Linked DNA regions of Sus scrofa: region 2 is linked to region 1. A link is a contact called in public Hi-C data. All regions are on one chromosome and are shown on one strand. The core of a region is the stretch at or near the end of the contact, and the rest is flanking DNA. Distances in the headings are between cores, read along the strand shown.

The links. Hi-C and Micro-C count contacts between places; a contact is called where the count stands out from the background.
Region 2: a contact with region 1 is called in a Hi-C map of liver, with 2.8 times the contacts expected there. The contact joins the promoter of C6H16orf70 here to the enhancer-like site in region 1. A contact is called at or near these places in 12 of 47 Hi-C or Micro-C datasets (alveolar macrophages, embryonic fibroblasts, epiblast stem cells and 5 more) and 2 of 2 datasets of contacts at active chromatin or transcription factors (alveolar macrophages and skeletal muscle).

Annotation. Positions count from the first base shown.
Region 1 is chr6:27,661,299-27,667,149 of Sscrofa11.1, forward strand. It overlaps the pseudogene LOC110261349. Among named protein-coding and RNA genes, the nearest start is that of CBFB, 20 kb to the right of the region's middle. Within about 2 kb of position 2,188, at least 12 of the 83 cell types and tissues checked have an H3K27ac peak or open chromatin away from gene starts, as enhancers often do. A contact at or near this core is called in alveolar macrophages and liver, where this site is marked.
Region 2 is chr6:27,755,956-27,762,159 of Sscrofa11.1, forward strand. It overlaps C6H16orf70 (UPF0183 protein C16orf70 homolog), which reads left to right and starts at 1,621. Exons shown (of 17, transcript XM_021094040.1): 1 at 1,621-1,727; 2 at 1,844-1,964. The coding sequence starts at 1,901.

The DNA.
Region 1 (5,851 bases), core at 938-3,437:
GGCTCAGGTTGCACCTGTGCCCTACCTTTTGGGTGTCAACAACCCAGAGTTCAGTTGGTTCTTGCCTTTTGTAAGTAAAGAGGAGGGCTGCCCACTGCAGTGGGGGTAACAGAGGGTGCCTCTTGAGCAGGGCTGGGCACTAGGTCAGATCCCAGTGGCCCCTCTGGGAATGCCCCGTGCTTGGGGGCTTCCTGCAGTCTCTGTGTAGTGAGAGCTGGCTGGGAACAATGGGGGGAGAGAAGTGTAGTCTCTTGGACGTTTGGGGCCCCAGAATCTTAGGTCATAGTTTGGATGGGTTATCCTGTCCATTTCTTATCCTCCAGGCAGCTGTATATCCTGAGGCTCTCCCTTGCTCCTGCGTCAGGGTAGATGACCCATCTCAGGAGTGGGGGACCCTCCAGGCCCCCACTTCATTGGTGGTGATGGACAGGTTGGGAACAGAAGTGCAGGAAAGGGTCATGGGCTCTTCCTGGGCTTTGTGCTCTGAGAACTCACCATTTACATGGGCAAGAGCCTTGGGGCCTGGTGTAGCACTGGTGGGAATCCCTCCTGATGTTTGGGACTGGCCTACACCTGGGTCTTTGTCTTGTGGAGCAGATCGTGACACTCCCGATAAGCCAGCGCCCTCTGAGGAAAGAAACCATCTCCAAGGTGCACTGGCATACCCGCACCCTGTTGGTGAGGGGCCGTGCTGTCAGGGGTGCTCAGTTTGGTTGGACAAGGCTGACCGCCCCCCCCGCCCCGCTTTTTACCTAGTAGCTTCTCTTCACAAAGGGCTCCCGGCCAGAACAGAGGTCTTTCTTGGGAGGCCTGGGGTTTGGCACGGAATCAGATGGCTGCTGGTGGGCAAGTCTCCTGGGGCTTCTTCAGGGACACGGCAGGCAGTTCTCATGCAGCAAAAACATAGGGGTAAGAATCATCAAAGAGGGAGACCTTCCTGGGAAGCTCCCTGTCTCCCTTCCCCCAGGCCAAAAACCCCTGGGGCTGCTGAGCCTGGGTCCAGTTACTGGTGTGCCCACCTCCGGCCCAGCTGGCACCCCATACCTCAGGGTGGATGTGGCTTCCCCAGCCAGAATATCACCAAGGAGCAATTACCACTGGTGATGGAGGAGTACCTGGGTGATATCGATGACCATGACTGGAAAATGTTACAGAGCCGTCTGGAAGACCTAGCTGGGGGCGCTACCTTTGGGCACTCCACGCTGTAGGCTGCCCGCCATCACTGAAGTATGTGGGGTCCCTGGGAGTGGGCACCCCCTGTCCACTCCTGCCACTGGACTTACCAAGTGCTCACCCATGCTCTCTGTTCCTCTGGGCTGGTGTAGGATTCCACGTGGCCACAAAAGAGGCAGCATGCTATCAACTGTGAGAGAAGAGGGGCTGTTCCCTGGGGCTGAGGAGGGCAAGACCAAGGTCCGCCCAGAGGAGACAGCCTAGCATGTTCAGGGAAGAACTGACAGACTTAGGGGCACCTTGGAGATCCTGCCCAGGCTGACCAGGGCTTGGGCAACATGTGGGTGAGAGGTCACAGGAGGGGCTGCAGAGGTAGACAGTGAAGAACCGTAAATGTTAAACAGAGAGAGGCAAGTTCAGAAAGGCTTCTGCGATCCTTGCCACAATCCCATGAATTATTTTCATGTCCTCAGTTGGCAGATGAGCTACAGCTCAGAGAGGTTGAGTGAGTTGCCCCAGGTCACGTGGCTAATGAATGGCATGGACAGGATTCAAATCTGCTCCCTTGGTTCTGAAGCCCAAGCTCTTTACCCAGCTTGATGCAGGTGGGTGGAATTCGTGGGTTGGATGAGAAGCCCAGGCCAGGCCATTTCCTGCAGCCCCTCTCAGTTTCCCTGTTCATAGATGCTGGCTTCCCTGTCTACGTGTACAAATTGAGCACCACACTCCCAGCATCATTACCAATCCCGCACTGATGGTGCAGACCATGGGGATGAGATCGGCTTCATCTTCTGGAGGCCCTTCTCCAAAGGGGCTACAGCCCCACCTGCCACCCACGCTGGACTTCCAGTCTCCCCACCTTTGTATTCTGACCCACCTTCCATTGCTGATCACATGTCAGCACCCCATGCTCTGTTCCAAACGCCACATTCCATTCTGCCTCCAGGAAGGAGAAGGTGCTGAGCCTCTGGATGATGAAATACTGGGCCAACTCTGCCAGCACAGGGTGAGTCTGGGCCCCTGACTCATCTGGGCAGTCATTCTAAACCTGATGACCAGCTGTTTCAGATACTTGTCCTTGCATGTCCCACAGAAAATGTGTGATCAACCCAAGCAGAATGTCCCATCTTTCCCTAGTCAGTCACCAGGTCCTCGATGTCCCTAGAATAGGTTCCTCTTTGTCCCATGACCACACTCTTCACTCACTCAAGCACTCCACAGTCACTGTCAATGCTCTCTCATGCCCAGCTCAATACTGGGAGCTGGAGTTCAAGGCTATCACAGACATGACCCCCTTCTCCAGAGGCTTGTTAATGTTTAACAGAAACATCAGGGGAGTTCCCGTCGTGACTCAGCAGTTAACGAACCCAACCAGTATCCATGAGGACTCGGGTTCAATCTCTGGACTCCTTTGATGGGTTAAGGATCCAGTGTTCCCATGAGCTGTAAGGTAGGTCTCAGGTGCAGCTCAGATGCCACGTTGCTGTGGCTGTGGCGTAGGCTGGCAGCTGTAGCTCTGATTTGACCCCTAGCCTGGGAACCGCCACATGCCTCAGGTGTGGCCCTAAAAGCAAAACAAACAAACAAAAAACATCAAATTACAATCTGGTTTAGTGAGGATTGTGTTGCGGGATCAGAGGCACTTTGAGAGCATCAAGGGGTGTCTGACCAAGCTGGGCTGTGGGGGGGTGGGGGGGGTTCCCTGGCAGAGATGCCTAGTTCCCCATCTCCACATTCTCTCTGCATTCTGTCCATCTTCCTATGACACTCAAGGGGTCTTTCTGAATTATCACCTCTTCAAACTCTGCATGGCTTCCCTCTGCTCCCAGGTAAAGTCCCATCCCCTTAGCTTGGCACAAAACTTTTTAAAACACTTCCTGTTTCAACTCCTCTCCGGATCCATCCTCTTCACACATTCCGTGTTTTTACCTAACCCTGTACTTGCGCTTCCTCCCAAAGCCCTGGGCCTTCATACCTCCAACCCTTTGCCCATACTGTTCCCTCTGCCTGGAAGGTGCCTCATTGCTATACGCTTTCCTCTTCTTTCTTGAAGATCTAAGTATCATCTCTGAAAAGCCTTCTTGGACCCCCAACTCCCAAGGCAAGGTGAATGAGGGAAGGGTGAGAGAAGGAGGCAAGATGAGGCAAGGTGAATGAGAGAAGGGTGAGAGAAGGAGGCAAGATGCACAGGAATAATCCTCTCTTCTGGGCAGAAACCCCAATGGTGGGAAGCTGCCCCACTGGCTATGTTACAACAAGGATGAGAAGTACTTGCAGCTGGATTTAACCACGATGGGGGTGTGAAGCTTAAGGAGGAGAAAATGGCCTTTTGGATGAGGCTGCACCAGCACTAAGGACTGAGAAGCAGGGCAGTTCTGAGGCTGGCTATGCAGGAGGGAGTCTTAGGGGTTGTCCCACCTCCCAGGCCTTGAGGAGATTAGCCATAGACACATCTGGGACAAGCATCTAGGCTCCCTGTTGCTTCAGTCTAGAGCCAGAGATTTAGCCTTTGTTTGGGGCCCTGAACCACCCCCTTTAGCCTGACATGCCAGAATGCCCACCTATCTCACTGACCATCAGTTAGTCCAGGCCCTTTCACTGCCCTACTGTGCACAGCTACTCAGACTCAGAACAAATGCTTCTCCCCCTTCTCCAAATCCTCCCACCCATCAAGGTCTACTTAAAGCCACTTCTTATGGGAAGTCCACCCAGACTGCCACCGCTCCTATCATTGCACCTAGCTTGCTATTTACCATTTAATCCTGTGCAACTTTATGCCTGTTCCCATTGGCCTGAGGCCTTGGGCAGGTTATATGTTACAAGGAGTGAAGCTTTGATAGCTTGGAATCTTCTGTTCCCTCCATACCCAGTTCCCCAGGGCCCCTCCAAAGCCTGGACGCAGGAATGATCCTCAATAAGAGCATATGACTTGCCCTGAATGTTTCCATCTGTCAGATGGTTGGGTGAAGTAGATAGTTTCTCAATGGGAGACCATGGAGGAAGGGAGCGCTGCCACCTGCTCCCTGTGAGGCTAAGCCTCCTCTGCTCACGCAGTCAAGGGGAGCTGCAGCAGAGTCGCCTGGCCTGCAGAACACTTGGCTTTTTTCCTTGTTGTCTCAAGTGCACCCCTCAGGACATCCACATTCTGAGCTCTCTGTCCATTGGATTAGGTCTTGGTGTTGCATCCAGACTCCTCACTCTCTGGTGTATCTAGCAACCTGACCTGGGCACACCCCAGCCCGTCCCACAGGTTTTTGTTTGGTTTTGGTCTCTCGCCTTCCTTCCTTCTTTCCTTCCTTTCTAGGGCCACATCTGCAGCATGTGGAAGTTCCCAGGCTAGGGGTCCAATCGAAGCTGCATCTGCCAGCCTACGCCACGGCCACAGCAACTCAGGATCTGAGCCGCATCTGAGACCTACCTCACAGCTCATGGGAACACTGGATCCTTAACCCACTGAGTGAGGCCAGGGATTGAACCCACATCTTCATGGATACTAGTTGGGTCCCTAACCCCCTGAGCCACAACAGGAACTCCCGTTTTGGTTTCTTTGTGGGGTTTTTGAGTGCTCAAGTATGCCTAACACAAAATGTACCATTTTAACAATTTTAATTTCAGTGACAGTGAGTATGGTCACATTACCATCACTACCATCCATCTTCAGAACTTTTTCATCATCCCAAACTGAAACCCTGTATCCATTAAACAATAACTCCCTATTTCCACTCATCCCCAAACTCTGGTACCCACTCTTCTACTTCCTATCCTATAATTTGTGTATTCCAGGTACCTCATATAAGTGGAATCACACAATATTTGTCCTTTTTTGTCTGGCTTAATTCACTTAGCATATCTTCAAGGTTCATCCACATTGTAGCATATGACAGAATTCTGTTCCTTTTTAGGACTGAATAATATTCCATTGTGTGTACATACCACATTTTGTTTTGGTTTTGAATGATTTTTATTTTTTCCATTATAATTGGTTTGCAGTGTTCTGTCAATGTTCTACTGTACAGCAAGGTGGCCCAGTCACACATACATATATACATTCTTTTTTTCACATTATCATGCTCCATCATAAGTGACTAGATATAGTTCCCAGTGCTATACAGCTGGATCTCATTGCTTATCCATTCCAAAGGCAATAGTTTCTATCTATTAACCCCAGATTCCAAGTCCATCCCACTCTTTCCCCCTCCCCCTGGGCAACCACAAGTCTGTTCTCCAAGTCCATGATTTTCTTCTCTGTGGAAAGGGTCATTTGTGTTGTATATTAGATTCCAGATGTAAGTGATATTGTATGGTATTTTTCTCTTTTTGGCTTACTTCACTTAGTATGCGAGTCTTTAGTTCCATCCATGTTGCTGCAAATGGCATTATTTTGTTCTTTTTGATGGCTGAGTAGTATTCCGTTGTGTATATATACACCACATCTTCTTAATCCAGTCGTCTGTCGATGGACATTTGGGTTGTTTCCCTGTCTTGGCTATTGTGAATAGTGCTGCAATGAACATACAAGTGCATGTGTCTTTTTCCACATTTTGTTTATCCATTTATATGTTTATGGATATTTGCCTTGTTCCCACCTTTTGGTCATTGTGAAAAATGCTTATGAACATTAGTGTAGCATACCAGAGATTTTTATGTCCCAAACTACAAAGTTGACTAGGGTCTTTAT
Region 2 (6,204 bases), core at 371-2,870, 94 kb after region 1:
CTGGCCCCCAGCCTCCTTCCCAGTATTAGGTATTATTGATAATTTTATGTTTTTCTTTCAAGAAATGTTCTCCTTTTTTCAGTATGGCCACTTTTATTTGTTTTTACAGAAAAAAATGGGTCATAATACTACAATTTCGCACCTAGCTTTTTTCTTGTGGAGGTCATTCCACATCAGCATATAGGGACATATCTCATCTTTTAAAAACTCATCCTGTTATATATATGTCAGAGTTTAGTTGGTCACTTCCCTACTGATGGACATCTCAATGACTCAGTTCTATTAGTCTGGCAAAGGATGCTGCAATTGGACAACCTTCTCCATGTTTGCTTTAATACAAGTAGCAGTGACTTCAAGGTATTTTGTGTGTGTGTGTGTTTTGTCTTTTTGTCTTTTCTAGGGCTGCACCCACGGCATATGGAGGTTCCCAGGCTAGGGGTCTAATCAGAGCCATAGCCACCGGCCTACACCACAGCCACAGCAACACACAGGGTCCGAGCCGCATCTGTGACCTACACCACAGCTCAAGGCAATGCCAGATCTTTAACCCACTGCGAGGCCAAGGATCGAACCCACAACCTCATGGTTCCTAGTCGGATTCATTAACTACTGCGCTACGACGGGAACTCCTGACTTAAAGTTTTGATAGAGCCTCCACGTTCCACTCCTACTAGTTTTAAGAATTTAGCTTGTCATTTTCTCCCCTGCTAAAAACCTTCCTCCACAGGCAATGTAATATTAAGAATTTGAGTTCTAACGCCTAGGACCACGAGCCATTCAGCTTCTCTGGGCGTCAATTTTTTTTTTTTTTTTTTGCCTGTAAAGTGAGATATAACCAATCTTAGTCTCAGGGTGGATGTGACAATCCAGACACTGCGTCCATGTGCGTCCATGAAGAGTTGGCTCCATAAGATGTCAGTATTAGAGTACCCAGAGCCCGAACTAAAAGCTTTTAAATGAGGAAACTGAGGCATAAAGACAAGACCTTTGGTCAAGACCCCACAGAGTCAGCGACACAGCCGACTCTGACTCAGTCTGAGCTTCAGCAGCCTCGGGATCCCAGCCCTGGGGCCTGCGCACAGCACGAAGTAGTCAGTCAGGACGTCCTCCCCTACCTAGTCCTCTCCCCTAACTCCCCCCGCCCCTACACACGCACTTTGAGTACGACCCGAGACCCAGGGGCTGCAGTGAGGAGTCATTCCTGGCCAACTAGAGGTAGCTGCTGCCGGGGTCGGTCTTGGCCCCAACCGGGAGCGGCAGGGCGCTCGCGGGCCTTGTACTTTGAGACTCCGTGTCCTCCCTCCCCGGTGGGCCTCAGAGGGTACGCCCTCATAACTCGCCTTTTGAGCCCAGTGAATGTGGTTGAGACGTACGCGTAGACGGCAGACGGGTGCTATATAGCCGTGTTACATGTATGTGTTGCCCGGTTCACACATCTTCGTGTGGAACGTGTGCGATGTGGTGTACAGATGTGGGGGTTCACGGAGTACGATGCTCCTGGTTCCAAGAGAGCCCGCACTTCCGTATGGTACCGTAAGGCATCTATAACAGCCGCCTATCCGGAGTTTGCGCGTGCGTGACTCCGCCTTGGTCCCGCTCTAACCGTGGAAATCCCGCCTTCGCCCCGCCTCCGCCACACTTTACGGCCCGGCACGCCACTTTTGCCGCAGACGCTCCAGCTCCCGCTGCCGCTGCTGCCCCAAGCCGCCGCGGCTGCTGTCGGTGAGGTGAGGTGTGGTGAGGTCAGGTGAAGTTTGTGGGGCCGGTAGCGCTGGCGACTCGGTGGGAGGTGGCGAGCAGGGCCAGGGGGCGCGGTGGGTCACCCGCTACTTTGTCTCTTCAGCTCCGCTGCCATCTGCGCTACGGCAGGGAGGCCGCCTTGGCCCGGCGAGCCGAACCAATGCTGGATCTGGAGGTGGTACCCGAACGCTCTCTGGGGAACGAGCAATGGGAATTCGCGCTGGGTGAGTGGTATCCTCTCTCACGACCCTACTCGCCGATCCTTCCTTCCTTCCTGGCCCTTCCCACCTCTGGCCTCCTCCCCTTACCCTCCTGCGCCCACGGCTCCTCAGCTCTTTGGGCTCCGGGCACTAGACACCCTCTCCTACAGTCCCGACTCAGTAGCCTATCGCACAGCCGGGCCTTGAAGTCCCTTTCTTCCGTCCTCCGCAGGCCTCTCGAGGGGGCAGTGCTACAGTAATAATAACAATAATGGCTGACGCACCCCAAACACTAAACTCAAGGCCAGGCCCTGCTCTCTGGTGTCTAATTATCTCAAGTATGCCTCCGGGGACTTGATGGTAGCTACTATTGTTATTACTATCCTCACTTTGTGGACCGAATAGCTTAGGAGTGACTGACACCGCCACTGTAGTCTGTCTCTTTGCTTTTCTGGGCTGTTGATTGCCTCTCCGGAAGGAGAAACCTAGGCACCTTTACGATCATCAGATGTTGGGGGTCTGGTCAAGAGAGTTGAGGAGAGTTTGTGTGCGTTAAAGGAACTTTTGTCTAGTTTTCTTCTTGTTTTTAATGTGGTCAATATGTGGTGTAATCCTAAACCTAATCCTTAGTGGACAGAGTTAAAAGTTGAATGAGACAGGAGTTTGGGGAAAGTAACATTTAGTTTGTGGGGAATGCAGTTTGGACATTTTGTGGGTTTGGGCCCATTTTTCGCTATCCTTAATGTCACCACTTTAACGTGTACAAGTATTTGCATTCGGTAACCCCAGAGTGTGTTTACTTTTATTTTCCAGCACTAGGGAAAGGGGGTGGAGAGCAGGTGTCTGTGCTGTTTGTACAGGCTTGAACTTTTGTCACACTAATTATGGCTACTGGACTGAGTCAGCTGCTCCATTGGGCTATATCTTATCCTTGAATCTGGAAGACTTATATTTATGGAGATAGAGTAGGTGAGAAACTGCAGAACAGATGTGCTGATAGGACTCTGCCGGTGCTCTGTGTCTCCGTGAACTGAACAAGCCTCCTCTGGGTTGTGGGAGCTGATTTGGTTTATTGAGAATTTTCAGCTAACTTCTCTCAAAACTTATACCTCTCCTCAGAGTTCTTCACAGAATTTTAGCTGGTAGGAAACACTCCAGCTTCTTGTGAAGCACCAAGAACTTGATTGGGAAGCTAGTGATAGCTTAGTTTCCAAGCCCATTTGTTATGCTGATGCTGTTTGGCTTCTAGGTGGGAAAGAACCTTCCCTAACCACAGCTTTGGCTCATACTAGGGTTTCACAGGGCAGAGTGAAAACCACAGCCATCGCTTCAAACTATGCTTGATGGTGCAACTAGGTTGTGGATCTCTGTGGTACAGTCTTGGTCACAGGTAATGATTAGGATGGAATTTCCTGGTGGCTCAGCTAGTGAAGAATCCAGGGTTGTCACTGCTGCAGTTTGGTTTGCACCTATGATGCAGGTTCAGTCCCTGATCCATGAACTTCCATGTGCCATGGACACAGCCCAAAAAAAAGTAATGATTTTAGGGTATCATTTGAGATTTCAAAAAATTGGGTGGGAGAATAAGACTTGATACACTAACCCCTACTCCTAACTTTGCCAGTTTCTAGTAACCAACGGTTTGGGTAGTTCCTTCAAACTGCCTAGAGAGCAACCACAAACAGTAAAAAGAGCACTTCTTTACACTGGGTTCAGAATTAAACTTTGAGGGAAAGCTCATAGAGGGTACCTGCAATTTGGTGATTACTTTGTGTATCTTAAAAATTACATCTGCCCAGAGTTCCCATCATGGTGCAGTGGTTAACAAATCTGATTGGGAACCATGAGGTTGTGGGTTCTATCCCTGCCCTTGCTCAGTGGGTTAAGGATCCAGCATTGCCATGAGCTGTGGTGTAGGTTGCAGACCCGGCTTGGATCTCGCGTGGCTGTGGCTCTGGCATAGGCCTGCGGCTACAACTCCGATTAGACCCCCTATCCTGGGAACCTCCATATGCCGAGGGAGCGGCCCGAGAAAAGCCAAAAAGCAAAAAAAAAAAAAAATTACGTCTGCCTTAGGTTACATTTTTAGGCTTAAGTCACCCCAACCCTGTAAGGTAACTTCTGTTTGCCAGATAAGGAACAGGCTCAGAAAGGTAGGTTAAAAAGTAGCTGAACAGGAGAGTTCCCGTCGTGGCTCAGTGGTTAACGAATCCGACTAGGAACCATGAGGTTGCGGGTTTGATCTCTGGCCTTGCTCAGTGGGTTAAGGATCCAGTGTTGCCGTGAGCTGTGGTGTAGGTTGCAGACTCGGCTCGGATCCTGAGTTGCTGTGGCTCTGGCGTAGGCCAGTGGCTATAGCTCTGATTAGACCCCTAGCCTGGGTACCTCCATATGCTGCGGGAGCAGCCCTAGAAAAGGCAAAAAGACAAAAAAAAAAAAAAAAAAAAAATTAAAGAGTAGCTGAACAGGGACTTCCTGCTTCCCACTCTTCTGCCTTTTGCGGATGGGCTCAGCTTTGTCTCCAGGCTTCTTTTCAGAATCTATGCAAATGCAGGTGTATCTAGCCCTTGCTATCATCTGCCTGGCATCACAATGCATCCAGATTTTTGGCTGCCTTCCTAGCCTTTATGTACTGTTGGGAGATTGGGGGAATGCCGACAACACAGGGACAGGAAAACCTAGACAGAAAGGAATCTTTGAGGGTGCCACTCATGGCTTGACCAGTGGTAAAGTAAAGGCAGTGCAAACTTGAAATGTTTTCAGTGAGACCTGCAGAATGTATTGAGACATCTTTTAATGTGTTTTTATATTAATCTTGAAAATGCCCAAGCAGGGTAGATTTAAAGAGTCACTGAAGAATAGCTGCCTTCTCTGAGATTACCTTGTTCAGAGAGACTGAGGGCTTATTCTATTGAAGACTCATTCTGAGAACTCTGCTTATAATCATTGAAAGTTGAGTAAGAAGTGGTCATATGCCCTGAAGAGCTTAGTTGAATGGGAGGGAAGGATTACAGAAATAGTTCATTTTATTAAAATGAGGTGGAGGTTGTATAGGGTGCTATGGAGGGGGAAAAGGGACCTCACCTGGGAATTCAGGGAAGGCTTCCTTTTAATCTGCAGAAGTCAGCACCAATCCTGGAGCCAGTGAGCACCAGGGAGGCCTATCAAAAGTCTACTGACAAAAGTTTTCATCTATACTTCCATAGACATAAATCTTCCAGTCACCTTTTTTAAAAAAGGGGGGGGGGAGAAAGGATAGATGGTGTATGTGGGGAGCTATAAGTAATTTGGTATTGTAATTAGAGCATAAAGTACTAGTGGAAAAAGATCAGTTCCCCAGATTCCCTGTTCTCTTTGGTAGTTAGTTGCCTGGGATGCTATAAAAGAGTTGCTGTGTTATATGGAAAAAAAGGGTGTCTGTTAGTAAAATGGGTCTGGATTTAGGAAGAAAGTTTGGAGACTAGATTTGGAGAGGTAAGGAAGAGGAATCTAGGGGTTTCTTGATTCAGTCATGAGTGACTGTGGATGTTAGAGATACTGAGATCCAGAATACAGAGGAAAAGCCAAAATGTCACCTTTCATCTGTCAACTTTTTTTTGCCTTTTGATATATACAGAAAACACATAAGAGTCAGAAACTAGGTTGAGTGAATGAGGAATGGCAGAAGGAAATACTGCCTATCATACTTGGGAAAGTTGGAAGAATAGCAGAAGAGAATGGTATTAGTAGAGACAGGATGACACTTCTCAGAGGGGGAGGGTGGTCACCAGGGCCTCTACAATCTATATATTGTACTTAACTGCTTTGTTTTACTCATTCAGAGTCAACAAATACAGAGAGCCACTATTTTGCCAGGCGTGGTGAGTGAGCATTGGGGGATAAAGCCTAAGACAGACACTGTCTCTATCCATAGGATAGGAGAGATTCTTCCACATAAATGGGGTAGGAAGCTTCATTAAATAAGGCAGCCAGGGCAGTGAAGTCTGAGCCAAGACCTGAAGAGAGAGAAGAACCAGCTATGGGAAGAACGTTTCAACAGAGTCAAGAGTTAGTGCAAAAGCCTAAGGTGGGAAGGAGCTTGATCGATGTGTGTTAGGAACAAAGGGAGGCGTGGAGAGGAGTGGAAAGGAAAGTGGAGGTGGACATGGTCCAGAGTATCCATAGCTTTTAGGTAACAGCGTGCTCTTTGGATCAGGTAGGACAGTGCTCTGGTTTCTTTGCCATATACATGGTTGGTTCCCTTTCCAGGCCTTTGTAATCTTTC